Regions from separate parts of the Mus musculus genome. Here region 2 is linked to region 1. Evidence: chromatin contacts called from public HiChIP or PLAC-seq data. All regions are on one chromosome and are shown on one strand. The core of a region is the stretch at or near the end of the contact, and the rest is flanking DNA. Distances in the headings are between cores, read along the strand shown. Region 1 overlaps Tnfrsf26 (tumor necrosis factor receptor superfamily, member 26). Region 2 holds the start of E230032D23Rik (RIKEN cDNA E230032D23 gene).

Region 1 (2,700 bases), core at 176-2,675:
AAACTGGTGAGCACCAGATTCAGTGAGAGACCCTGTCTTAAAAAAAAATGGTGGAGGGGCTGGAGAGCTAGCGTCTCAGTGGCTGACAGCACAAGCTACTCTTTCAGAGGACCCAAGATTAGTCAGGTGGCTCACAGCCACCTCTAATTCCAGCTCCAGGGGATTCAGCATCCTTTTTTGGCTTTGGTGAGCACCTGCTCACACATGACACGTTCATATACATGTATACTATATACTGTATGTAATATATGGTATATATTATATATGTATATGCATGTATACATACATAAAATACATTTTTTAAAAAGGGGAAAGCAATGGAGGAAGACACCCAATGTTGCCCTCTGGCCTCCCCACACAGGTGCACACATGTGCACACACACTCAGACATACACAAACACATACACTACACACACACATATATACACACAGAACTTCTTTGGAAGTGGAAAAGCTGATTTTGAAAGGTAAACCAACATGTCTCAGCTCTCAGAGGTGTTCACACTACACAGCAGATGGAGGACAAAGAGATTTCCAGCCCTCAGACATCAGGGCCCTCCCTGAAAACAGAACCAGTGACAGATACACAGACAGAAGGCCCAGACTCACAAACGTTGGTTTGAGACTGAGGTCTGAGAAGGGAATCTGTTTGCTGACTAAGACAAGATTTCTGTATTTTGGGTTATGAGCCTAGACATTAACAGCTGAGCCATCTCTCCAGCCCAAAGATGAGACTCCTGACCTCCAGCCTCAAGACAAAATGCAGCCCACTGCTTGCTTTTGTAAAGTTTTATTGGCACGTGGCCAGTCATTTGTTATAGTCACTGGGTATTTTTCCTTCTGTGGTAGAGTTTAGTAATGACTATAGATGTCAATGCTACCTTCTCGACTGTCTTAGTTAAGGTATCTATTGTTGGGATAAAACACCATGGCCAAAAGAAATTTGGGGAAGAAAAGGTTTATTTCGACTTACAGCTTGAGACTATCATCAAGGAAGTCAGGGCAGGGACACAAACAGGGCAGGAACCTAGATGCACGAGCGGATGCAGAGGCCATGGAGGGGTGTTCCTTACTGGCTTACTCAACTTGCATTCTTATAGAACCCAGGACCACCAGCCCAGGGGTGGTACCACCCACAATGGACTGTACCCTCCTATATCAATCACTAATTAAGAAAATGTCCCATAGGGATGGCTAGCAGTCAATCTGCCCAGTGCCGTTTTTCTCCGTTGAGGTTCTCTTTCCTTAAATAGCTCTAGCCTGTGTTGTTGACATAAAAATTAGTCAGTACAGCAGTGAACATTTTCAATGTCCTTACCTGGCTCTGAGTCAAACTTGTCACACACAGTGTCCATTGTGGCATTGCATTTCCTGACGACTCTGCCGTCAGGGCAGCTGGAAGGAAAACAGGGTGTGTTACTTCCTCCCACCCAGGCAGCCCAGAACTCACTCTTCACTTCCCACAGGGTTAGGGAGAATCAGCTCCAACGCAGCTACTATACCTTGCCATTCTGGCAAAAGCACTCTGAGGAGATTAGAGTTTAGGGGCATCTGTGATTTTTAGGAGGAAGAACCCCCTCTCCTCCTGGCTAGAGCACCTAGCTATGAAGACCACATAGAGGAAAGTCTGCCTAGAGGCAAAGATGTTGTGAATAAGGAAGAGGCAAGCAGGCGTAAACAAGCAAAAGCCTCTACCATACTGGAGTTGAAGGCAGTCTTTATTCACATCAGGCTCCCGATCTCACAGTTCAGTGATTTCTGAATTATGTTTATGCGTGTATAACCTGCCTCACAGGTGTGAGCCATTGCCTGGTGTGGTGGTGAATGCCTTTAATCAAAGCACTTGGGAAGCAAATAGAGACAGAATGTTGTGAGTTCAAACCAATCTGGTCTACATTGTGACTTCCAGGCCTGCCAATGATGCACAGTAAGACCCTGACTTAAATAAAAGAAGGGTGCATGTGAGTAGAGAGATAGCTTAGTGGTTAAGAGCATTTGCTGCTCTTCTAGAGAACATAGATTCTATTTCCAACATCTACATTGTGGTGCACAAGCAGCTACAACTATAGTTCCAGGGGATCCAAGACCCTTTTTGGGCCTCCATGGGCATCAGACATTCAGGCAAACACCTATGCACATAAAAAAATAAATATTTACATATTTTATGATTTTTTTTACATTATGACTCACAACAGCAGCAAAATTACAGTTATGAAGTAGCAACAAAAATAATTTTTTGAGCTGGGTAGTTCTAGGGCAGCCCTTTAATCCCATCACTCAGAAAGCAGAGGCAGGCAGATCTCTGTGAGTTCAAGACCAGCCTGGTCTACAAAGCAAGTTCCAGGATCTCCAGGACTACACAAAGAAATCCTATCTTGAAAAACCAAAATAGGGCTGGAGAGATGGCTCAGTGGTTAAGAGCACTGATTGCTCTTCCAGAGGTCCCGAGTTCAATTCCCAGCAACCACATGGTGGCTCACAGCCATCTGTAATGAGATCTGGTGGCCTCTTCTGGTGTGTCTGAATACAGCAACAATGTACTCACGTATATTAAATAAATAAATCTTAAAAAAAAAAACCAAAATAGATAGACTATGGTTGGGGGTCAGCACACTGTGTTAAAAAGGACTGCAGCATTAGGAAGGTTAAGAACCATTGCTTCAGAGCTTGCAGATGGCGTGAGGACCAGGGGGTACCTTT
Region 2 (2,700 bases), core at 94-2,593, 53 kb after region 1:
GAAAAAGGCACTGACCACACCCCTAGGCAAGTGGAAATTTACTGAGCAGTGAGCACAAGGCACTAACCAAACCCATAGGCAAGTGAAAATTTACTTAGCAGTGAGAGCAAGGCACTGATCACACCCCTAGGCAAGTGGAAACTTACTGAGCATTGAGAAAAAGGCACTGACCACACCCCTAGGCAAGTGGAAATTTACTGAGCAGTGAGAGCAAGGCACTGACCACACCCCTAGCCAAGAGGAAATTTACTGAGCAGTGAGAAAAAGGCACTGACCACACCCCTAGCCAAGGGGAAATTTACTGAGCAGTGAGAACAAGGCACTGACCACACCCCTAGGCAAGTGGAAATTTACTGAGCAGTGAGAGCAGTGCACTGACCACACCTCTAGCCAAGGGGAAATTTCTGAGTAGTGATAGCAAGGCATTGACCACACCCCTAGGCAAGTGGAAATTTCCTGCTATGGTGAGGAGAAGCAAATGGTTAGAGCAAGTAGAGGGGAGAAGCAGCTGAAGAGGTGAATTCCAGGTTTGGAGTTCACTATGGTAGGTTGCAGAAGCCTGCAGGAACAAGTGATCCATCCATGCATACCTTAGGAAGTCGTCAAACCAACAGCATGGTTTGGCTAGGAGAGGCTGAGTCTCTTGGATGGGGTCATATATATTCCTCTCTGGTTTCAGGCACCAGATGTACAAAGTGAGGACAAAACTGTTCCATTTCTGGTTAGGGGGAAGGGTTTTATTGTAGATAGGAGGGAGAGCTCAGCCAGAGACATCTGGATGAGTCCAGAGCAGAGAGAAAGTAGTAGATTAAACATGGCCTGCAGACTGACTCAGGCCTTAAGAGGCGGCTGGTGGAGAGTGGGAGAGGAAGAGAAATAAGGACCAGAAGAGAGGGGGAAAGGAGAGGAAGAACCAAGAAGGCACATTACCAAAAAATGGCAGGGTTACCTGGGAATGAGAAGCTAGGGGAAGGGAAGCCAGTGAGGTGGAGAAGTCTAAGGTGAGGTCATGTTCTTCAGTATGTTAATAGGAACCACAGTGGACCATTCATCCTGAGTTTCTTTTGGACCTGATACCAGGACTTGCCTTCATCTAAATTGTTACTTACTCTCAAGGAGGGCCTCCACCAGAGAGCTGCAGAGGGCAATTGTTAACCTGTGGTGGTTTGAATTGGTTTGGCCCTCATAGACTCATGTGTTTGAATGCTTGCCTCATAAGAAATGGTATTATTAGGAGGTATGACCTTGTTGGAGGAAGTTTGTCACTGTGGGGACAGGCTTTGAGGTCTCCTATGTTCAAGCTATGTGTAGTGTGGCACACAGTCTCCTTTTATTGCTTGCAGATCAAGATGCAGAACTCTCAGCTTCTTCTCCAGCACCATGTGTGCCTCCGTGCCTCCATGCTTCGCACTATGATAATCATGGACAGAACTTCTGAAACTGTAAGCCAGTCCCAATTCAATGTTTTCCTATATTAGAGGTGCCTAGTCCGGATCTCTGTGAGTTTGAGTCCAGCCTGGTCTTCAAATCAAGTTCAAGACATTAAAAAATAAAATAAAATGAAAGAGTTGCCTCCATGGTTTCTCTTCACAGCAATAAAAGGAAGCTACAGACACCATCTGTAGAACCTTTATCTTCTTCAGATACAGAAGACAATTAGCATCAGTAGGAACAGCCAGTTTCTGGGATCTAAAAGTGGGAAAAACAAGAAATATTTTGGTCAACTCAAGAACAGAATGCTGGAATTATAGGCCATGGCCAGTGTGCCCTGGTTGAATTTATTGTATTTTTGGCAGTACTGGGGATTAAATTAGGGCTTCATGCATGTAGGGTAATACCCTACCACTGAGATTTAGCCCAACCCTCAATTTTTCATATGTTGTTAAATACAGTTACAGCTTTCATTCTTTCATAGGTATAGGTTCTTTTGCTAGCATTATTATTATTATTATTATTATTATTATTATTATTATTATATTGGTTTTTCAAGACAGTGTTTTTCTTTGTAGCCCTGGCTGTCCTGGAACTCACTCTGTAGACAAGGCTGATCTCAAACTCAGAAATCTACTTGCCTCTGCCTCCCAAGTGCTGGGATTAAAGGCATGCGCCACTAATGCCAGGCTAGCATTATTTATTGAAGAGGCTGCCCTTTCCCCACTGAATATTTGGTGTAAGGGTCTACATATTATAAGGAATTATTAAAAATGCCATTAACATGGGAATGAGACAGCGTGGGTGGTACATGATGATTCAACCGTGACAAGGCATGAGGCGATGACAGAGCTTCAGCCTAGATCAGCCTTAATACATGATGGTTGGGTAGCTCAGTGGTTAAGGCGTTCTTGCAGGGGACCCCGGTTCACTTCCCAGCATGCATATGGTGGCTCATAACCACAACGGGGAACTCCAGTCCCAGGTAAGTTGACGCTTCTTCACACACATGGCACTGGCATACGTGCAGCAAACCCCCATCCATGCAGAGAAACATGATGCTGAAACCCAGACACAAAAGCCACACACGGCGACTCTACCTCCATGAACCATTCAGGTAGGCCAGACCACTGAGGCAGATCTTCTTGGGAGGGTGGGTCAAAGAGAGACATATGTTTGGGAGACATTGTAACAGATAGAGGAGCTGGTATTCAGTTTCATTTTGATGTCCATTTTGAAACTGTTAATGCTATGGTATGTACATTGTCA

What was found. HiChIP or PLAC-seq counts read pairs in DNA pulled down with a chosen protein or histone mark.
Region 2: an HNF4G HiChIP or PLAC-seq map of pancreatic cancer cells shows a contact between it and region 1. The contact joins the promoter of E230032D23Rik here to the enhancer-like site in region 1. A contact is called at or near these places in 4 of 39 promoter capture datasets (the 3T3-L1 cell line, 3T3-L1-derived adipocytes, liver and 1 more), 4 of 484 Hi-C or Micro-C datasets (CD4 T cells, bone marrow-derived macrophages, nephron progenitors and 1 more), 6 of 115 datasets of contacts at active chromatin or transcription factors (the HPC-7 cell line, bone marrow-derived macrophages, effector CD8 T cells and 3 more) and 1 of 9 other capture datasets (adipose tissue).

The regions. Positions count from the first base shown.
Region 1 is chr7:143,613,531-143,616,230 of GRCm38.p6, forward strand. Tnfrsf26 (tumor necrosis factor receptor superfamily, member 26) reads right to left here. Exons shown (of 8, transcript NM_175649.5): 5 at 1,319-1,395. Among named protein-coding and RNA genes, the nearest start is that of Tnfrsf26, 13 kb to the right of the region's middle. Within about 2 kb of position 1,426, at least 64 of the 459 cell types and tissues checked have an H3K27ac peak or open chromatin away from gene starts, as enhancers often do. A contact at or near this core is called in adipose tissue, bone marrow-derived macrophages, liver and 1 more, where this site is marked.
Region 2 is chr7:143,666,904-143,669,603 of GRCm38.p6, forward strand. It overlaps E230032D23Rik (RIKEN cDNA E230032D23 gene), which reads left to right and starts at 1,344. Exons shown (of 2, transcript NR_153818.1): 1 at 1,344-1,442. Tnfrsf23 (tumor necrosis factor receptor superfamily, member 23) reads right to left here. Exons shown (of 6, transcript NM_024290.4): 6 at 1-1,689. The coding sequence ends at 1,640.